Regions from separate parts of the Ovis aries genome. Here region 2 is linked to region 1. The links are chromatin contacts, called in public Hi-C maps. All regions are on one chromosome and are shown on one strand. Each heading gives the region's core, a stretch centred on a gene start, on an enhancer-like site or on the middle of the called end of the contact. The rest is flanking DNA. Distances are from core to core; before and after follow the strand shown. Region 1 overlaps XXYLT1 (xyloside xylosyltransferase 1). Region 2 has its middle 220 kb from the start of FAM43A.

Region 1 (5,500 bases), core at 844-3,343:
TGGGGTAGAAACCTAAGCTTCACCCCAGCTCTGCCTTCAACTGACCATGAGAACTTAAATAAGGCTGCCCCTTCTGCAGGCCCCAGGCTCCTCATCTATAAATACTGAGGGCAAGACCCGGTCATCTCCAAAGGCACTTCTAGCCCTGAGGTCCCTGAGAAACTCAAGACTTCTGGGCCCTTGTTTATCATCCTCTACTCCACCCCTACACTGTGCAGATCGGGAAGGGAGGCTCTCTGATCTCCCTGCTCCAGCCCCTTCTCCCCAGGCTCCAGGGGAAGGTGGAAAAACCAGCTCAGTGTCTAGCCAGGAAGTAGCCCCTGGCTGAGCACCGGCAGCCAGGCCCAGCAGAGCCCACAAGAGGATGCGAAGGCTGGCTCCTGAGGGCTGCTCCCCACTTCCCCTGAGCAGCCAGGCTCAACTCCCCTGAAGGCAAGTCCCTCCAAGGGGAGAGGGGCCTTGAAGAGGTGACAGCCAGCACTAGTCACCACAAACTAGCAGGGGAGCTGAGAGAAGGAGGGAGCAGAGTCCTGGCACATAAACCTGCCCCACCAGCGTGACAGCTAGGACAGCCACGCGACCCTCGGCGTCACAGCGCCTGAGAAGGACAAGAGCATCTGGTGTCCCAGCACTGCTGGGCCTGGGACTGCCTGCAGCACTCCAAGAAGAGCGCTGTGCTCACTGTGCTCAGGGCGGGGTGTGTGACACGCTGGAAAGGATACGGGGCTATGAGCCAGGAGGCCCGGGTACCAGCCAGGCTCTGCACGAACCAGCTGGGTAACCTTGACAGTCACTTTCCTCTGGTCTCATTTCCCTACACTGAAAAATGAAGGAGGTGGGTGAGAAGATTTCAGTGTTCCCATTCAGCTGTGATGTTCTATAATTTTCCTAAATGGGAATGAGAATCAGATCTAATCAGCTAGAACGAATTCAACCAATATTTTTAGGTATCTTTAACTTGCCAAAAAAAAAAAGATTCTACATATTTTTTTCCTAAATGCTTGGGGATGCTACAGGTAGAAGGAGGAGTCTATTGCAATAGCTAACACCCGCTCCCTCCCACCCCCGGCCCCGCCATTGAAGCACAAGAGGCTTGCCTGAAGCCTGCCATTGGCATCCACTCCCTAGGGCCTCTCTGTCAGCAAGCCCACCCACCACTCTGAGCTTGCTGACAGAGCTAGAGTGGGATTAACCTGTATCAATCTTCCGTCTTCCGACTGATGAGGCTTTGGGGATTCTGGGAGAGCATGGAGGTACTACTGCCTGAGTCATTAACATCTGTAACATAACAGAGAACTCTCCCCAGAGCATCTCTGGAGGCAGAAGACAAGCGAGTCCCAAGGGCTGGAAGGCCTTCATCTGAGGAAGCTCATCCACTGAATTATTAATGAAATGCTGAATACTGCTCAAGTCTCCCATGACAGACGGGTTTTGCGAACTGACGGTTCCGAGGCCAATTAAGAAATGATTGTGGATTCCAAGGCAGTGCCACCAACAGCGAGTGTCTTAAAACGTCTCCAGAATCCGCTGCAGGAAATTTGGTCAGCCGTCTCCTTGGACATGGGCATGATAATGGAAGAGGAAGGGGTGCCACATGTTACAGGCTCTGGAACCGCTGCCCTACACCAAACTTCTGTCCTCTGACCCAGAGCATCACCAGAGCTGTGGTTACAGAGAACTAGAGCAACAGGGCCTCCCTGGGTCTCTGGACGAGCAGGCCTTGCGGAGTCTCAAAGCCTCAGCAAAGTAGGGGCCATGTGACAAACGGAATATGATTTTTAAAGTTTCAGAAAGTTACACTCAACAAAACCAGCCCAGAGTGTGTACTCCAGAACTCCTCAGAGCCTTTACTGTGCTATGTGAATTGAGAAGAGGGGAATAAAATGTTCAATTTCCCAAACTTATCTCCTCATGAAATCCTTTTCTCCAGACATGCTCTAGGATTGGTTTTCTGTGGAGCTAAGCCTGAGCAGTGTGGCCCCAGACCCCACAACCTTGATTTTACAGATGGAAAGACTGAAGACAAGAGCAGGCACACAGTGAGCAAGAGCCTGAGTACAGCCCCTTGTGCTATGTGGTAATGTTCCAGGTGCTTGGCAGCCGCTCTGGACTACATGCCAAGGCTTTCTCCAGGAACTGACAAGAGAGCCGGGGACTGAAACGCTTCTGGGAAAACGATAGGTATGAATGCAAGCCCTAGGACTGACCTGGACGGACACGGTTTGCAGTAACAGCATGAGAGAGCTCTGAGAACTTCTGGCTTGGCACAGAACACTTTTTTCTTTTTTCCTGTTAATAATTTGCCTAATGCTTCTATGTCGACCTTGCTAGAATTCAAACTCTATGGGGGTAGGGACCACATCTGTTTTGTTCATGAATGCAGCCCCAACCCGAGCACAAGGCCTGGCAAGCAGACAATACTCGGTAAATATCTGCTGACTGATGGACAAATGAGCACGTCTTACTATCTACTTCCAGGAACCCAAGACACTTTGATAATGAGTCCTCTTGCCTCCAGACAAAAGCCCCATGGAGTAATGGATACAGACAGCTCCTCAGCGCTGTGGGGCTGCCCCTGCTGCTTGGGGACGTGGTCAGCCAGGCTCCCACTAGAGCCGATCAGAGCACGGAAAGGGTTTGGCTCCAGAAAGGCTGGAGTCAGAGCCAGCACCGAAACCGTTTTTTCCAGGGATGCAAGACACATCTGTATTTCCTAACATTACAGTGCAGGGTGAGCAAGGCAGCCATGAATTATCAGAAGTATGTGGGAGAAAACAGATGTAGTAAGAATAAAAGGTATTCCTTGAAAGAATAAAAGGTATTCTTTCCAGCCAATTCAGGATCCATTCACTTATTACATATTTATTGAGCAATTACTCATGAGAAAAAAGAAAAAAAATGAAAGGCTTGGTCTCCACCCTCAAGAAGCTCATGGCCTAGAATGAGAGAAAAGATGCATATAGAAGTAACCACAGAGCAAGGAAGGCAGTGTTACCAGAGATACACAGGGAAACTCTTGCCCAAGAACAAGACGAAGAGCCTGATTTTGATAGAAAGCTGCAGCAACATTAAATCTGGGGCCTGAAAAAGGATGCCTACAGCCACCACTCCTCCCTTTGACTAGAACAGTCTCCAGAATGTAAAGGATGGGGGAAAGGTGAGAAAAGCCTGGGCCTGGACTCCTTTCATCCCATCGTCTTCCTCTGGGGGGCTCAGCAGGGAGGACAAAGCCCAGGGCAGGCTCCTCATGAAGCTCCATGAAGCCTCCAGATACTAGCCAATGTAAAGTGCCCTGACCAGCAGGGTACGGGAGGGACCTTCAAAGAGGTGGGGAACAGCAGAGGCTGGGGTGAGCAGAGTGGAGCTGTGGCCACTGTCTTCCAAGCTGGCCACCTGATTCAAACCTCCTGGGTGGGGAGTGAGCCCCAGCGGGAATCCAAGCTCAGTGGACTCCCCAGGAGTACTGGGTGACCCCCAGGCTTCCGAATACAAATTATCTCAACAAAGAAACCTCATTGCTTTTCAACCCTATCTGAAAGAAGCTGAAATGTCCACTGGCAGAGTCTGTGGCCAGGAGTGGGGTCAGACAGGCAAGGTCCTGATGGCGCCAGTCTGGAAGCAGGGGCTGAGCCCCACGTGAGAACAACCCGAGAAGTCAGTGGCTTCGTCCACACACATCCATCACGACAGCAGAGCTCGATGAGACAACAGTGCCGCTGACAAGGGAGAGTGGGCAGAGGGCAGTTCTGGGCAAGACAGACAACGGAGAGCCCTGATGTGAGTTCTGACCTGTCACAAAATGGTCTCTTCTGAAAAGTTACGGTGAAAACAGCAGAGAGGAGGTCTGGAGATGAAAATGGGGCTGCTGTTCCTTGAGGGCTTAATATAATCAATAGTTGGGCCTCCTGAGCTCAACTAAGGATGGCCTTTAATATGCCTATGCCCGCTGAGCTCCCTGAAAGGGAGAGACGCAGAGGAACACAAGTTCCTCAGTGGGCCCTGAGCGGGGCCAGGCAGACAAGGGACATCGTGAAACCCACATAAGGGTACAGAATCTAGACTGCAGCTGGAGGCACTGGTGTGGGGACTAGCCAGGGGCCTCCCAGAGCTGGTTTCCAGCCAGGCAGAGGGCTGGCGTCTTCACCCCAGGTTCCCATGCCCCACAGATGCCTCCAGCTGACTCTGAGCTCTCACGAGATGCTCACGACAACTGTAGCTGAAATCCGAGCTGGCCGAGGGCATCTGACTCCAAAGGCTGCTGCTGCTGCAAAATACATTACATGGTTCGCCAAATCTATTTTTTTTCCTTGGTCTCCAAGAAGCTAAGTGCTGACTGAATTCTCAATCAAAGCAATTAAATATCTTCTTGCTTTCTCTTCCTACATTAAAAAAAAAAATCTTTTCTTTCTCTATTTTAACTTTACCAATATTTCCTTTATTAGACGCCACCTTAAAAATCTTTGCAAGTGGATGGGACCTGAGGTATACATAAATCAATAAAAATATGTGAATTAAATTTTTGATTCAGGCAACTTTTTGGCAAGCCCATGACAACCCTTGAGATCACAGAGAAAGATAGCAGGGAGGACCACAAAACCACATCTAGGAATTACTGCTCTGCAGTCAGCAAATGAAAAACGTCAAAAGTGACAAACGGCCACATCACATACCCACTCTATAAGGTTATTTTTAAATTTCTCTTCGACGCAGAGGAGACTCAAGACCTTCCTTGAGCAAGCTAATGCAGTTTTTCCTTTTCTTTTTTTAATGAGTTGCATTCCACTCCTAACTCAGGGAGGTGGAAACCCACTCCCCCTGTCAACCTAAGGCAGAGTAAGGCCCCTCCCCACAAAGGCCTCCAGAGCTCACCTGAAGAAGCCACATCACACACTATAGCAGCTGGGGTGGAGGGAGTGGTATTTGTTCATCTACCCACCCTCCTGGTGCTGGGCTGGCCCACAGGTGCAGAGACACCATCTGCAGCTGGGAGCACACAGTCCAATGGGCACTAACAGATCACATCACCTGTGGCGAAGGAAGGTCAGGATAAACCAGATGGGTCATTCCGCAGCTCCCTCATCCGGAGAGACTGTCCTCACAGATTCTGTGTGCCCAGGACTGTGTCGAGTGCTAGAGACACAGAAGTGGTGAAGACACAAGTCCTGTTCTCTAGAAGGAGCTCGTGGATTTAGAGCAGACTTTCCAACTCTGACATGCCTCAGTTCTGTTCACCCTTGGCAAAGACCCCACAGGACAAGTGACTTCCAAAGAAGAAGTTTGCAGGGACAGAATGTCCATTCTTGAGAAAGAGGTGATAGAGAAAAACAGACAGCCCTGAAGGGTTCCTCCTCCTTCCCTCAATCTGATCCCACCCTCTCCTCCCTGGAGAAAACACACAGTCAACAGCAAGGCCACATGTCTGTCAGCTGGGTGGACTGGGGGAGGGTTCAGCCTCTCCAAAGTCCTCATCCTGCCCTGTTCGCCTAGTGGAAAAACACTG
Region 2 (5,899 bases), core at 2,926-5,425, 190 kb before region 1:
GTATTGGTTTGTAATTTTTCTTCCTTGATCACTCTTGTCAATCAAGACCATGCAGACTTCATGGATAAAAAGAGTTTATCCGTCACTATCAAATATAGATTTGGACCTTTTTAAAAAATTATCTTAATTAAATTTTCCTTCTATGTGTCCTTATTCCATCATTCATTCATCAATATTTATTCAGATTCTACTATACGCTACCATGGGTAAAGCCCTGGGAAGAAGATGAATAAATCTATTCCCTACTCCTAAAAAGCCCCAAGTCTAGTGGCAGTGACATAATCAGATCTCACATTTGTCTAGCCCGAAGTCTTTTTACACAGGACATCATGCTCAGTCCCCACAAGAAGCTTGTGAAATCTATGTGGCAGCTATTGCCATCTCTGCCTAACACACTCCCTCTAAGCCCCTCTAACCTCTAGCCATCATTAAGTCAGGGTTTCACTGCTGTGACTAACCTGGAGCCATAGAAAGCCAGTAATGGACATATAAGAAAGAGAAATTTTGGTTGTGTTGAGTCTCTGAGATTGGGGAATAACTTGTTACCAAAGCGTAACTGGGACAGATATAATTATTTCTTTGAGGTGTCCCTCAGGACCACCCACAGCATCCCCTAAAGAGTCATCCAGTTTCTGTGAAAATTCATCTGGTTTCTTTTACTTGATGCATTAATAGACAGACATAAATATGATTTTATTTCTGGAGCTAATCATTCTGAAATTCAGAGAGGTGAAGGAGTTGCTTAAAATCACACAGCTTGGAAATCAAAGGGCTGGGACTTGAATGTAGCTCTCCTAACTCCCAGTCCAGTCTTTTCCTACATTATAATCTCCCTCATTCTGAAACTCCTCTATTTTGTTAGTGTATTTTAAGCTATATTTAAGGTTGTGTCGTGTTTATGAGATTAATTGGGAAGACGAGCTGTATTTTGATCCAGTCATTTGTGTTGTCTAAGAGGAGAAAGCAAGTATGTGTATGACCCTTAAAAAGAGGTTTTCTCTGACTGTCCCTGCCCAGAGAGACACAGGGGAAGTCAGCACAGGCTCCCGCAAGGCTGCTCGACTGGCCCAGCTTAATCAGAGAACATCTTTGAACCAGTGAGGGGAATGAGGACCCTTTCATCCAGTGAGAGTCGTAGGGCCATTGTGGACAAGCACCCAGCCGGTTATCAATGGTGGGCAGCTGCATAAACGGACTAGTGCCTTTCTGCCCGAGAAGTGCTTTGGATGACTCTGAAATCCCGTCAGGAAACTAAAGGGAAGAGAAGAGATAAAGTGGACTGTTATATTAGCCAGTAGCTAAAAGCATTTTTTAAAAGTTATTATTATTTAGAATGTTCTCTCAACATACTCTTTTCAACTGAAATGTGTAGTAAGTAGTCACAGAGGAGAAATCTGGCTGACATGACCTTAACTGAACAATCAGATGTAACATACCCTATAACGGGACAGGCACCTTGTGCTGTCCCCTCAAGAGATACAATGGAAGTAAACAACATTTATGTACTGTTCCTGTTGAAAATGCTTAACATAAATCATGTAGAAACAATCAGAAACATTCAAAACATCCAAGTCTGTGAAACAGCTTACCTAGACTCCTCAAAAACATCAGTGTCACAAAAGATATTTTTTACAGTTGTGGGGACTATTCCAATTGAAGATAGACTGAAAAGACATGGCAACTAAAGGCACTGTATGATTCCCAATTGTATCCTAGAAATTTTAAATCCAGTTATCATGGCTACTGGGAAAACTTGAATAGGGACTATATATCTGATCACAGTTTTGTATCCTTGTTAAGTTTCCTTAGAGTGGCTGTGGTTATATAGGAGAATGTTCTATTTTTATTCACATGGCATTACAGAGTGAAGAATCATGGTGTCTGTGACATACTCTTCTCACATGGTTAAACTACCTTAAAGGTGTATATGTACTAATATATATACATATTTTAATATACAAATGTATGTGTGCATGTGTGCAGACAGATAAAGCTAATATGACACAACATTAAAGCTGGTGAATCTAGCTGAAGGATATGTGGGTGTTCGAGGCAGTAGTCTGAATTTTCTTTTCTTGAAGCATTACAGAAAAGTACTCAGATCATAAGTCTATGTGAAAATTTTTCTGTAGGATTGAAAATATTAAAATAAGACTTTGGAGGAGGAAAGTAGCAGTCAGAGTAAGTTATCTACACTAAAAAGAGGAGTTACAAATACTGTTTGAAAAACAGGTTATATATTCTTTGAGTTAGTTGCACACGCCTAAGTGGACAGACCCCAAAACTAACGTTACTGCTGACTGGTGTGACCTTGACTTGGTGCAGATTTCCCAGGTGGAAGTGGATTCCTTAGGAATAAATTAAGGCTTCTGAGCACTTGCCACAAACCTCCAACTCTCCACTAAGTGACAGTCTCCTTGTGCCTTGTGAGACCTTCCTATTATGGCCATAGAATTTTACTTGGGGGTGGGGAGGGGTTAAACCTAGAATTATTCACAGACTCGGAGATTTTCCAAACCAGGGATAAACCTGTCCCTCTATCACCCCACTGCCTCTCTCGGGAAGGCACTGCTAAAACTGCAGAGTCAAGGAAGCTCCAGGGAGGAAAACCCCAAAGCAGCCCTGACTCCATCCTTCTGAGGATCCACATGACTAGAAGTGTGGCCTCAGGTGATTGGCTCTGGGGCCAGGTGGCAGGAAAGGGCTCCAAGTAGATCCATCCTGTCCCCCCAAGCTCCTCCTGAAGGGGTGGGGAAACTTGGGTATGCAGTCGGGGCCCTCATCCCGCGGCGTTTAGGTGGTGGTTAAAGCATGAGACCACAGAGGAGCCTCAGCGTCCTCTCAAGTGGAACCCTGTTCATTTGTCCTTCTTTCCACTCTTCAGCCCGTTCCAGGGCCCCGCAGGCTGAGGATTCCTGGTGTCACCAGGTGGGAAGTCCTGAGGGGGACAGGACTTCCTGCGTGCTCGGCTGTGGGGGTGGCTAAAGTGATTAGTTGGAACATTGCAAACAGATGTCGTCCTATTTGTCTTCCAAGCCAGTAAAGCGAGTTTCTGTGCAGCTGGGGTCAAAGGCGTTTTCAAAGTCAAAGAAATGTTAACAACCTCTTCCTCATGTGTAAAACCTACACCCAAACACGCCTGCCAGACGCAAGGACACAAGTTCACATTCTCACCTCCCCTTCTCCCGGTCCATCCTGTTCCCCCACACTCTGACCCACCAAGGAGAGGGCAGGCGGAAAGGCTAGTGGTGAACCAGGGCAAGACACAGGAAGGTGCATCTTAAAGAACTCTAAACCTTGGTTCAGTGACGTGGTTTCTCTCCACAACATTCCCTTCCCTTGCCTCTACTTCCCCTCAATGGAGTAATACTAGGGGCTCAGCACCGCACAGGAAGCTTTGGGTCTAAAAAACATTTCTTCTCCGGCTTCAAAGAAGTCTGAATGCTCTTTCACTAAGTGATCCAAGAGTAAGGATTATTCATTTCCCTGAATTCATCAGGTTTTGCAATAGGTCCCTGAGCCAGGACGCAGGGTTTAAGTGAAATCACACATACTCAAAGAATGTTTGTGTAGCCCAGTTTCATCTGGAAAAGCCAGTGACTGTTACACAAAGATTTTTTTTTTTTAATTCCAAAGTAGTGAAGTATTTGGAGCACAGTAGCCAAGGGATATGAATTATGCTCTCAACTTTACTATTTTAATTGCTTATTTTATTTATCTTTATTGTGATAAATATAAACCTACCCCAACAAAGAAGAGGATCCAACAGCCCATCCTGGACAAAGAAAATTGAGGAATTTTTCTCATGGCAACAATCTCGATTGCCGAGAACTCATTATTGCTGCTGACTGGTTTGGTGTTTATCATGGGAAGAACACCAACCCAAAATAAAATGTTGTCGAAAACTTTATCCACTTGTATTGCAGCCAAATAGCACAGAAGGCACTGGTTTCTCCCGCCCTGCTGCTAGCATCATGGTTTCGTTTTAGGACCAGGCACGGTATCTAGAAATAAATGTCAACACCCTGCTTGATGTTTTGCCATAGCTTGGCTTGGCACCGTAACTGCAGGATTAATTCCAAGGGCAGGCCCCTTTCCTAAGAACACCGCCTACATTTCAACAGCCAGTCTCACTGGACTACACCTGTGGAGAGAGAACCATAGACAAAATCTCTTCGTGATAGAGAAAAGTACCCAAAGTTTGCTGTGTCGAAATCAGGAAAGCGCTGTAGTGTGAAAAGACTCATTTGCAGATAGACCAACAACAAACTCTACATCCTTTTTCTAGAGGGACATGGAAAATGGCTCCATTAAAATACTATATTCGACATTCTTGAAATAATTGAGCTTCCTGATGGCATTCTTCTCGGAGATGGAGAGGAAACTTGACTCAACCTAGCTTTGTGGACAAAGAGAGTCCTGAGGCACATGCCAAAGGCAGGATGGGCTTGTGCAAGAGAGCTGGGGCTGGGGTGGTGTGGTGGGTAATCCCAGCTCCCCGACCCGTCCCCGCCCCACCCCCCCCCCCCCACACCGCCCCCAACACACACACACACAGCCTGGAGTGCGAAGGTCGGGGCAGAGAGGAAGAGTGGGAAAACCTGGATGAGGACTGATTGGAAGCCAAGGTCGTTGCTCTGATTCAGTCACTCCTTCCTGGAAAGAGAGCGTTTCTGTGCTTAGCCTCGTGGCCTCATATTTCCAGGAAGTTGCTGGCTCTCCGGCTCTCTCCAGAGCTTGCTTATTTACCAGGTTTCTAAGCTCAGGGACAGAAAGATGTGAAGAAATTACTCAAGTGGGACACAAAGAGAAACCAAAGGCACAGCAAAAGGCTTCTAGAATGCTACTCACACACATCTTCCTGTGGAAATTAGAATCAATTTTTATTGCCTACAACAACTAAAAAGCATATTTCATGAAGTTTCAGACTATTTTTCCCCCCAAAGAATGTCATTTGGAGAATGCTCAGAACGATAAAGTGAAGGGAGGAAGGCAACTTTAAAACTTCTAGAACACTTAATTTCGGAGAAGGCAATGGCGACCCACTCCAGTATTCTTGCCTGGAAGGTCCCATGGGTGGAGGATCCTGATAGGCTGCAGACCATGGGGTCGCTAAGAGTTGGACACGACTGAGCGACTTCACTTTCACTCTTCACTTTCATGCATTGGAGAAGGACACGGCAACCCACTCCAGTGTTCTTGCCTGGAGAATCGCAGGGACGGAGGAGCCTGGTGGGCTGCCGTCTATGGGGTCGCACAGAGTCGGATACGACTGAAGTGACTTAGCAGCAGCAGCAGCAGAACACTTAATTTAATCCTTTGCAAGCCCATCTCAAAATATAACCAAATGTATGCGAGATCTTTGTGAAAGTTATTGAGAGAGGACAAAGTCTGTGCAAGGCAACTTTCACAGTCTTCTCCTGCCTATTGTTGGACTCATCTGCTCCAGTCAGGCTTTATTTTATTTTTAAATGTTTATTTATTCATTTGGCCATCCCAGGTTCTAATTTGCGGCATTTGGGATCTTTAGTTGCAGTATGTGGGATCTCATCTCCTGACCAGGGATTGAACCCAGGCTCCCTGCATTGCGAGTGAAGAGTCTTAGCCACTGGACCACCAAGATAGCCCCCAGGCTTTATTTTAATGCAGTGCTTTGTTATCAGCTGGCATGTGGTCATGGATCTGTGAAGGGGTGCATGTGAGGACAGCAAGGAGAAAGCGATGTGGAGGGCCAGGGAGCGGGAGGGTCTACATGGTGCACTTTATGAAGCTGGGCAAGGTCTCAGAGAGAGAAGATGTTGTCTGGTGAGAGGCCTTGCTGAAGGCCTTCAACTAACCTTCAAAGACCTCGCCTGTGGACAAAGAGGCAATTTGTACCATGTTTTACCCCTGAGGATCC

What was found. Hi-C and Micro-C count contacts between places; a contact is called where the count stands out from the background.
Region 2: a Hi-C map of liver shows a contact between it and region 1, with 4 times the contacts expected there. The contact joins two enhancer-like sites. A contact is called at or near these places in 2 of 16 Hi-C or Micro-C datasets (liver and muscle).

What each region holds. Positions count from the first base shown.
Region 1 is chr1:193,269,309-193,274,808 of ARS-UI_Ramb_v3.0, reverse strand. All of the region lies in intron 3 of XXYLT1 (xyloside xylosyltransferase 1), which reads right to left. Among named protein-coding and RNA genes, the nearest start is that of XXYLT1, 130 kb to the right of the region's middle. Within about 2 kb of position 2,093, at least 14 of the 54 cell types and tissues checked have an H3K27ac peak or open chromatin away from gene starts, as enhancers often do. A contact at or near this core is called in liver, where this site is marked.
Region 2 is chr1:193,460,402-193,466,300 of ARS-UI_Ramb_v3.0, reverse strand. No RefSeq gene overlaps it. Among named protein-coding and RNA genes, the nearest start is that of FAM43A, 220 kb to the left of the region's middle. Within about 2 kb of position 4,175, at least 17 of the 54 cell types and tissues checked have an H3K27ac peak or open chromatin away from gene starts, as enhancers often do. A contact at or near this core is called in liver, where this site is marked.